Regions from separate parts of the Sus scrofa genome. Here region 1 is linked to region 2. Evidence: chromatin contacts called from public Hi-C data. All regions are on one chromosome and are shown on one strand. Each heading gives the region's core, a stretch centred on a gene start, on an enhancer-like site or on the middle of the called end of the contact. The rest is flanking DNA. Distances are from core to core; before and after follow the strand shown. Region 1 holds the start of TBX5 (T-box transcription factor TBX5). Region 2 holds the start of TBX3 (T-box transcription factor TBX3).

What was found. Hi-C and Micro-C count contacts between places; a contact is called where the count stands out from the background.
Region 1: a contact with region 2 is called in a Hi-C map of epiblast stem cells, with 6 times the contacts expected there. The contact joins the promoter of TBX5 here to the promoter of TBX3 in region 2. A contact is called at or near these places in 2 of 47 Hi-C or Micro-C datasets (embryonic fibroblasts and epiblast stem cells).

The regions. Positions count from the first base shown.
Region 1 is chr14:37,769,571-37,774,671 of Sscrofa11.1, forward strand. TBX5 (T-box transcription factor TBX5) reads left to right here and starts at 2,635. Exons shown (of 9, transcript XM_013982915.2): 1 at 2,635-2,723. It overlaps LOC106505937 (a long non-coding RNA gene), which reads right to left and starts at 4,863. Exons shown (of 3, transcript XR_002338464.1): 1 at 4,576-4,863; 2 at 3,302-3,532; 3 at 1-2,507.
Region 2 is chr14:37,580,042-37,584,935 of Sscrofa11.1, forward strand. It overlaps TBX3 (T-box transcription factor TBX3), which reads left to right and starts at 2,663. Exons shown (of 7, transcript XM_001927997.5): 1 at 2,663-4,340. The coding sequence starts at 3,952.

The DNA.
Region 1 (5,101 bases), core at 1,385-3,884, 190 kb after region 2:
AGGCGAAATACTAATTCTTGGTAGGACATACTGAAGCGTATTGGATATTGAAATAATAATAACAGCCAGTATTCCCAGATACTTCCGGTCAGAAGGGAGGAAACCAGGCACTGAATACAACATTGGGATGGAAGACACTGCAGTCCTTGAAAAAAATATAATAGAGCCAGACTTAACTAGGCAGCAGGGAAAGTGACACCCTGAGAAACAAGGGAATTTCCCACCCTCAGTCTGACCTTTTCTTTTGCAAAAGGAGTTGGTCAAAGTTTATTTTCACCAACATGTATACTGTTGTTTTAATTCTTATTAATTTTCCCAGTCCTATCTGCACTTCTACCTACTTTTTTGTCTTCAATAGAGATCCCAGTCAGGCGGGACACATCGGGAGAGAAACGGAAAGACGGTGGATTGTTAAGTGAGCTTTCTTTGGGGAGGAAAGAAATACGGGGGTTTGGGATGTGACTTTCTTAAAAGTAGAAGGCAAGAGCAAAGGAAAAAGATCAACAGCGGTCGCCCTTGCTTTTATTCTGTTTCGACTTTTCAAAGTAGGAACCTCTGCTGTTCTATCCATTGCAATATTAAAATAAGGGCAGGAATTTTGCAAAATATGGAAAATACATTTCGGAGGAAAACCGTGCTGGGGGGGGGCAGGTCGAGAAAATCCTTCAAAATAAGGAAGGGAGGTTGCGAATCAGAGCCTCTCTTTCAAGTTTATTGTCTAATGGTCGGGAAAAGAACGGAGATTCTCGACTCTAGTTGAGGTCTTAAGTTTATTCTATCCGTGCTGCGGCCTCCGGACCCTCGGGGACAGCGGGTCCGGAAGCTGAGCCTGCGGAATCCTTTGTGAGTCGGTCGGGGTGTATGCGGGGCCCGCGCTGGGGATGCAGGAGAAAGGAACCTAACGGAAAAGAGCTCGCCCCACTCGGAGTTTCGCTTTCCCCTTCCAGTCTCGGCGGGGCCCGGGCCTCCGTTTCAGGCCCACCTCTGCCCAGAGGTCAAATAGGAACCCATCTCCAGGTTTTGGGCGAAGGATTTCAGGTTGCGCTCCTAGGCATGTGGGAACCAACGCTGTACCCAAAGGGCCTTGGACTGGGGAAAAGATACTTATTAATGATTTGGGAAACGAAAGGGAAGCTTGGGAAGGTCACTGAGGCCTGGCCGAGAGGAGGGACGCGGGCTCTGCTTGCTGGAAGCTGCAGAGTCCGCGGCCCGGCTGGCCCGGGCGCCCGTGTCCGGCGCTGGAAACCACTGTCTGGTATCCCCGCGGGCCTGACCTTAGCTCCGGAGGCTGCTTGGTCGATTGCGTTCCTGCACTTTCTGTTGCCGCTCCAGCCCCAGACGGACTGGGCCAGGAGCTAGGCCAAGCTTCGGGAAGCCCTGGGGGCTGGGCAGGCGCGCAACCCGGGGTCGAAGCCCGTAGCAGGGGGCAAGTCCAGATTCCGTTGTCCGGCTCCCTCGGGACCCCTTGGCGAGGAACTTACCCTTCCGGAAGGTCGGGAGCTCGCAGGCTCGGTGCAGAGTAGGCCTAGCTCTCCTCTCGGCGTCGCGGGGGGCGTCTATGCAGTACGTTTCGCAACAGTACTTAGAGCGTTTCCAGCTGCGCGCTAAACCTTGTGCGCATCCGCCGCGGGGCTGCTTAGACGTTATGCCCATAGATGAGACCAGTAACAAGAATAATCGTTATTGCAAAACAAAATAGAGCGCCTCGTCCCTCTGCAGGACCTGGTACTGATTTTTCTCTGCAGAAATTACCCTTCTTCATCCCCACCTCACCACCCACTCGCACCCCGCCCCCGCCAGGCCACGCTGGGACGGGTTGCATCCCCGATCTAGCTAGAGGAGGATTCGCAGAATGGACTTTTTCTTTGCAAGAAACACTGCGCAGGGCTCTCCCTTCTCCCTAAAGTCTCTGTTTCTTCCCCCGCTCCGCGATAACCCAGTGATTACTTCTATGCAAGTCCGCTGGCGGACACTGAGTTATCGCGTCCCAAACTTAACCAGCTAGAGAGGCGCCTCAATTCACGTATGCTGAGTGCTCCTCCTGGGGAAAAAAAAATATATTTTTTAATAATAACACTCTTACCTCCTGCAAGAGACCTCGGCTCCCCTGCCCCACCACCCCAACTTGATTTCTTTCCAATCCCTGGGTTGAGGTGAGCTCCCACCTCCCTTAGCCCAAAGCCCTCCTCCCCCCTCCCTAAGAAAATCGATCTTGGCTCTATTCGTGGCTGAGGTCCGCCACCCCCATTTCCCCAGAGAGCGTTAGATTTGTTTATTTCTTTATTTATTCCCGGGGCCCAGGCGTCTGGGACTTGTGGCTGTGCAGACCCAGCCCGGAGTGATAGGCGAAGACGGAGAGAAATCAACCTCCCGCCGCTGCCCCCCAGTTGAGCGTGACAGCTCGCGGTTCGGTTGCGTGACTCGTGACGTCTCCAAGTCCTATAGGTGCAGCGGCTGGTGAGATAGCCCGTATCGCCTGGTTGCCTCTTTATTTTATTGGGGTATGCCTGGTAATAAACAGTAATATTAATTTGTCGAAGACCACAAACCAACTGTGAGCTGGGAGGTACATACTACTCTTGACAGACGCTGGAAGAAGGCTTGCTCTAAGAGGGGGTCTCTTTTGGGGGGTCCTTTCTAAACTCTTCACCTGAACAACCCCTTACTAGCCAGGCGTCACTCACCGGCTTCCACGCTGGAAAGAAGAGGTGGGATTTTTGGAGGTGAGTGTCGCCCTGGAGAATTCTGGGGATGAGGGGTAAAGGATTCTCTTAGGACTTGCCTGCCCACTGCCTCCTCGCTTTCCGTCTCAACTCAGCCCTGCTGGATCCCCCCCTCCCCCGCCCCTTGCTACTTTTCTCTGTGAAATAATGCACTCTCTTGCTTGCATTTTGCCTTCCAGTGTCACCTGGCAAGAGGAGATTCCCCCTTGAGGTTTCAAAATCCCTGGTTCGCTTGGTGGCCCGCAGTATCTGCACTTCACGAGCTAAGCGAATCTGGCCAGGCAGTTACTTGGGGGAGTAGAGATTCTCCCTCTCCAGAGGGGCCTGCAGATTATTTATGGGAATTTATTTTATCCGCAAATCTCTGAGAATTTAAAGGGATTGGAGAGCGCTTTCTGGATTTCCCCTTCCTTTTGCCCGAGATGCAGCCTCATCCTGAAGCCATGTTTGTTTTCTGTCTTTGGCCGGGGGTCGCCCCTTGAGCGAGCCCAAAGTCCTCGGAGCTGACATTTTGGAAGGGTGAGGGTGTTTTCACAAATAAATAAACTGTCTTGGCAAAAGGCTGTTTGAAAGCAAACCTGGAAGGTGGAGTGAGAACTGCAGCAAATGCTCCAGCTGGTTTTCTCCCTGGTTGTCCCACTTTTAGGGTTGGACGATCCACTCTAGAATTTTGCAGCGATGTGTCAGGCCTGCCTTGGGATTTTAGTTCCAAGGGCCTGAGAGGATTACACCGAGGCGGCCTCAGATCTCCAGGGCAGTTCTCTTCCTTCTGTTCCTCTCCCCAGACCTTGGCTTGCAGGCCTGAATCTCTAGGCAGAGCCCCAGAAAAGAACCGGGTGAAGGAGACGTGGGTGAGAAACAGAACAGGAACCCTGACATTTGTTCCAAGCACTAATTCTTGGTTTTCCAAACTGGGTCTGCTCAGGCTAAGACCTACTGACTGTGTTTACGCTTCTATTGACCTCTTCAACTCGACCCTCAAAATAATACATTTCAGAGAGGAGGAGGGAGGGAGTGGAGATGAAAACCTGAGCCAGCCCCCATTGACTGTTTGATTATTTTAATAATACTGGGCACTGCCTTGTGTACACCTCCAGCCAGGGAGGTCTGGTGGCCCTGGGAGGGTGGGGGTGGGAGCGCAGGGCGATTTCTTGGCATCTTTGATCTCGGCTCCCATCCCAAGGCACCTTCACCCTGCCTTCACCCTGGAGTCACCGAGAGTCAGGGTGATGAGTGGGGAGGGGGGGTGATGTCAGGGCAGCTAGCAGCAGCAGGCTGGGCCAGGCGGGGTCAGGCAGCTCTCCGTCTTGAGGTCAGCGGTGGAGGGAGAACGCTGGCAAGGCTGCAGAGGAGGCTGCTGGTGGCGTGTGTGCGTGCACTCCTAGTGCGTTCAGGCTCCGTTCTCTGCACGGCCCGTGTCACCGTGATTACTTCCCGGGCAGAAGCCGACCGGGGTTTGCTATGATTTGTGCGGGATTTTTTGCAGCCACCGAGCCTCGCTCCGAGAAGCAGAGATGGATGGAGGTTGGGAAGGGGGTGGAGAGGAGGGGGTGATCTCGAGGTCTGGGTTTGAGAGTCCTGTGGTGATTTGAGTGTTCGGGAAATCTAATGGAAAAGGTGGTTGGGGGAGGGAGTGGGAAGGGACTGGGAGGAGGGAGGGAGAGAGAGAGGGGGAGAGAGAGAGGGAGGGAGAGGGAGAGGGAGGCAGGGAATGTGCAGTGGGAGCTAGCTGGATAGGCATTTTCAGTACTTTGTAAGCATCAAGGCAGCCCAGCGTCACTGACCTCAGCTGAGTTGGCTTGTATTTCTGAGAGAGAGAGAGAGAGAGAGAGAGAGAGAGAGACCGACTTACCTCGGATTCCGGAACTCTAACCCCGAAAGCTGCGCTCAGAAAGGACTTCCACCATTCTCAGGGCTCTCTCTTCTCTCCCTCCCTGGGGTGCAAGGGAGAAGCTGGGCACTGAGATCATACTGCTGGGGGTGCTCACAGAGGCTGCTGTTTTGCGTTTTTCGGAGCCCTTCTGGCGCCTGACAACTTGAAGTCTAGAGAGAGAGCGGGCGCAAAGCGGAGGAGGTGTGTGGCGGCTGTGGGTAGTCGCTACCAAGGCTCCCCCGGTGGGTGCTCCTTTGTAGGCAGCGCTAGCCGCCGGTCTGGGGAAGCAGCCCCCCGAGTAAACCCCCGGAGCCACCATGCCCGCGCCCCCGCCTCGCCGCCGGCTTCCCTGCTAGGAGCAAGAAGGCGTGCGGTGAATGCACCAGCTTCGCCGCCGAGCGAGGTAACTGTTCCGTAGATGGCCCGGGAGGCTCGGGAGGGAGCCGGCTGGCCGAGTCGGCCCGGGGAGGCGCGGAAGGCTGCACTCCAGCCTTGTCCGGGATTC
Region 2 (4,894 bases), core at 1,413-3,912:
TCGCTAGCCAATGTTTAACCCGAATGCGGTGGCCACCAGGCCGCTTTTGTTTGTTCGCAAATTAATCACCCAGCGCACGGCCGGCGCCAGAGTGGGTTTATCACCCACCAGGAGGGGGGCGCGGCGGCCCCGCAGAGACAAAGAGGAGTTCGCACCTTCCCGCTTTTGATCCCAAGTTACTGCAGCCTCCCTGCATAATACGAGCCTCCTGGGGCCGAGTCTGGGAGGTCAGTCATAATTGGCGGAAGTTTGCAGACCATTAGCAAGATGTCGACATTTTCGATTCAGAACCCCGCAAACTTCCCCCCCCTCCCACGCCCTTGTGCGCTGGAGTGGGAGTGGGGTCAGGAGTGGCAACGGGGGTGACCCCAGGGTTAAGTTAGAGCTACGGGCAAAAAATCGGCACGTGAGGGAAGAGGCCGAGGGGCAGCAGAACTCAGTCTTGGTCCACCCCCACCGTTGAGGCCAAAGGCAAGTGGAGATATTTACTAGTTAAATCAGCACGCTCCTCTCCCACGTTCAAAACCGAAGTAAGCCAGAATGCAAAGGACCGAGTAAAATGTCTGTCTCCTGGGCATCTGGATGCTTGCAGCGCCAAGTGGGTGAGAGGGCTGGGGGGGGGGGGTCAGTCATTTCGTGGTTGCAGAATTAGTCTCCTTTTACTGGGAGCGGGGGAGCAGAGGTTGGCCGAGAAGTGCAGGCAAAACCGGACCGGGGTTTGTGGGCCACTCCAGAAAGCGGAGCTCTTCAGCCCCAGGCTCAGGCAGCCAGCACTGTGGGGGAGGGGGCGGGTTTCAGCCTCGGGAGACTGGTGAAACCCTGCGGTGACCTCGGTGGTCGGTGTAAGGAGTGGGAAGGCCTGGTTTCTCGCACCCTTGGGGATCAGGGCCGCCTGGGAGGAGAGAGGGGGCGTTGTGAGCCGACACCCCGGCCCTCATACTCCACCACCGCAGAGAAAGGCCAAGAGGACGCCAGGGAAAGACAGACCGAAAGGGAAAGAAAGGGGCGAGATGGCGAGCCAGACGGAGTTCGCAGAACCACTCTATTCTCTCTGGTGACTTCAGGGAATTCTTAGCGCTGGCGCCAAGCGCTCTTAACCATGTGCGTCAAAAATGCGAGGCTGGAAAATCCTGTCGCCTCAAAAGTTCCACCCCTATCTGGCGCGGGTGACCCATAATGGAACTGCATTTTCACCCTCCACTTGCTCCCACTTCGGAGTATGGGAGCTGGGGGCTTAGGGGCTACACCAGGCAAAATGTAAGAGAGGAATGCGCTGGTTTTCCACACACAGAGACACACATGCATCCCAAGCCTGGGGTTTCTTAACCCCCTAGGCCCCGCAATCAGCCCTTTCTTCCTTCCCTTTCCATTCGGGGAAGCTCCCTACTCAGGAGGGGTAAGAGTACTGTCTCCAAGACTTCCCTCCATCTAAGCAGGGGCGGCCCAAGTCTTTGCCTCCCAGAAGTGAGAAATGTTGGTTTGGGGAATCCTCTGACCTGGTCAGGGACCTGAGGTAACAGTTACCAATTCCACGACGGGTCTGATAGGTAAAATCCAGTTGCCTCCCTCCCCTTCACCCTTGCTGAGGTTCCCCCCCCACCACCCTACCTGAACTGGAACCAGTCACCTCGCCTCTGGGGTGGGGCGTTTCACGGTTTGTTTTACAAATTCAGCCCCCGACTTCTGGCGAGATAAGTCCCCAGGGTGGAGAAAGAACTGAGGCACCGAGAGATAAGTGTGATGCCTGGAGAAGATACGGGGCTGGCGCACCTCCCCCGACCAACTCGCCCACCCCTTTCCAGCACCTCTGCACCGAGCCGGGCCGCCGCCGAGGGGGAGGTCAGCGGCCGGTCGGGGACAGGCCCAGAATCTAGCCCCTCTCTGCGCTCACTTTGTTCGGATCTCCCCTCTACACTCACACACATATTCAGGTGGAATACCGGGAGCCTGAATCCAAATGGAGGACGAGATCTAAAAGGGCTGGTAAACGCACTTCAAAACAGCCGGAGTCCATCTCCTAGAGTGAGCTGGGCGCAGTCCCGCGCAAGCTGTGTACGTGTTTGCGTGTACATGGTTTTCGCGGCTGGCTGGGTCCCATTAAGCTGGCCAGTGTTTGCCTACAGATGTGTTGAGGGCGTTTGGGTCTCCGCGCACAGTCTTGGGTGGGGCACGGTGGGGAGGGAGCCCTCACTCGCGTGGGCTAAGATCTGGCCGCACCCCGTGTGTTCGGGAGCCCGCGAGCCCTGCTGCCGGGGAGACCGGCACCGAGAGTCACCCGAGCTCGGGAGCCCTTTAGCGGCGGCCGGGCGGAGCTTGGCTCCACGTGGGGCTGGAGAGCGCGCAAGCCTGGAGACTCGGCGGCGCTTGCCTCTCCGCGGCTGCCGGCTTTTGTTGAGCCTGGCGGCTGGATGGCAGCTCGCGGGAGCTTCAGCCTTACGCTCGGCTCGCCCGAGGCCGAGTTAACAGGGGGAGAGGGAGAGAGAAACAGCTGGGGCGGCCCGAGAGGCGAGCCTAGCGCGCGAGAGGGGAGCGCCCCGGCCAGGAGCCCGGCGCGCTCTCCGCCTTCCTGGCCAGGCTCTCTCGCTCCCGCCTCCCTCCCCCGTCCTCCCTGGCCCTGCCTCCTCCCTCGAATGAGGGCTGGATGACTGAGGCATTTCAGACGTGGGCTGAGCCAGAGCTCGCTCGCTCTGGGGTTGCGGCGATCTCTCGATAAGCCACCTAGAGGCGACTCTGTGCGGCGCTCCCCAGTGGCTCCCCGCCCTCCCTCTGATCATGTTGACATATTCACAGGACAGGCAGTAGTACCGGTGCGGCGCTGCGACGTTACAGTTTCCGACACCTTCTTTTTATAACTCGGCTCTATCCCCCAGCACTCGACCTGTGAAAACCACGCCTATGCAGCAACACAATTGGTCCGAAAGCGTCAAAGAGCCAATCAAGAGGCCTCCGGCTCCCCGCAGCCCACGGCAGAGCCCGACCTTCTAGAGCCGCCGAGCAGACGCCCGGGGAATTCTAGAGGCAGAGGAGGGTGGCGAGGAGCTCTCGCTGGCTTTCTCTCGCTCCCTCCCTCTCCTCGCGCTCCCTCTCCCACTTGGTCTCTCTTTTTCTCTCACCCTCCCTCTCTCCCTTCTTTTCATTCTCCTCCTCCCCCCCCTAAATCCTCCCTGCCCTGCGCGTCTGGACGCAGATTTAGGAAGCGAATTCGCTCACGTTTTAGGACAAGGAAGACAGGCGCGGGAGAAGAGCACAGCAAGATTCGGATTGAAACCCAGACACCCTCCGGAGGTTCGGAGCGGAGGAAGGAGGAGGAGGGCGAGCGGAAGCCAGTTTGCAGTTCAAGTTTTGATAGCGCTGGCTGAAGAGGGCTTCAATCAGATTTTTTTTTTTTTTTTTTTTTTTTTTTAAAGAAGAGAGACTTTCCACTCTCGCTCGCTGGTCAAGCTGGTCTAGCGCAGTTGCAGACGCCTCCTGCGAGCCGAAGGGAGAGGCAGAGATAGGGGGGCGGGGGAAGAAGAAGGAGAAGAAGAGGTAAAAAGTCTCCTAGGAGAATTGTTCGCATTTGCAACAAAGAACTGGGGGCTGGGGAGCGACTGCTGGGACCAAGGGCTGGAGTGTCTATTTCGAGCCAAGCGGCAGGGCTCCGGCGCAAGTCCAGAGCCTGCTCGCTCCCTCGCCTCTGAAACCGACTTCCAGGAGCGGCTTTTTGAAAACGCGAGACACAAGGACAGTCACCACGCGACTATGTCTCCTGATTTCTAGCTTTCCCCACTTTAAAAGAGACATTCCCTTCCCCAAAAGAACCCCCCTTGAGGTGCCTTATTTGTGATTCTCCCCCTTTTTTTTCGCGTTTTTTTTTTCTTCCAAACTATGTGCTGCTGTTAAACAAAAACAAAACAAAACAGCAGCTGCGGACTTGTCCCCGGCTGGAGCCCAGCGCCCCGCCTGGAGTGGATGAGCCTCTCCATGAGAGATCCGGTCATTCCTGGGACAAGCATGGCCTACCATCCGTTCCTACCTCACCGGGCGCCGGACTTCGCCATGAGCGCGGTGCTGGGTCACCAGCCGCCCTTCTTCCCCGCGCTGACGCTGCCTCCCAACGGCGCGGCGGCGCTCTCGCTGCCCGGCGCCCTGGCCAAGCCGATCATGGATCAATTGGTGGGGGCGGCCGAGACCGGCATCCCTTTCTCCTCCTTGGGGCCCCAGACACATCTGAGGCCTCTGAAGACCATGGAGCCTGAAGAAGAAGTGGAGGATGACCCCAAGGTGCACCTCGAGGCCAAAGAACTTTGGGATCAGTTCCACAAGCGGGGCACTGAGATGGTCATTACCAAGTCGGGAAGGTAAGCCAGCATCGGGCCCCCTCCCCCAAGCTACCGAAGGTTTCTTTCCTGGTTTTATCTCTCTCCTTCCAGAAGAGTCGGTTTGCCAGTTATTTCTGCTTAGGGAAAAACTTGGTTCCCCCGGAACTGTGTACTGAGTTTTCCCGGCCCTGCCCCTGTGGCAGGAAATTTCACCTTACCTGGGCGTCTGCAGCCAGCAGGCAGTTTTCCCTCCCTGGGTCTGCATCCTGGGATCCCTACAGGATAGATAGAATTTTTTCTATGGTGCACAGACATCTCTGCAGGAAGAAGAAAAAAGCACCCCATTGCAGGAAGTTCACTGATCAAACCTTTCTGGAACAACCTTCTTTGTAGATGTTGTATTTTTGTCTGTTTCATTTGGGTCTCTGAGAGAAACACTTAACAGCCCTTTTGGTTTGCGTGGTAGTGGGAGGCCTGGCAGGAGCGGCCCTTGCCCTTTCTGCCCTCCAGCTTAGCTTCTGGGTCTGGAGGGGGCCTGAGCCTACCCCTGCCAGCGTTAGAGTGGAATACAGGGGTATTTGGGGTTTGTCCTC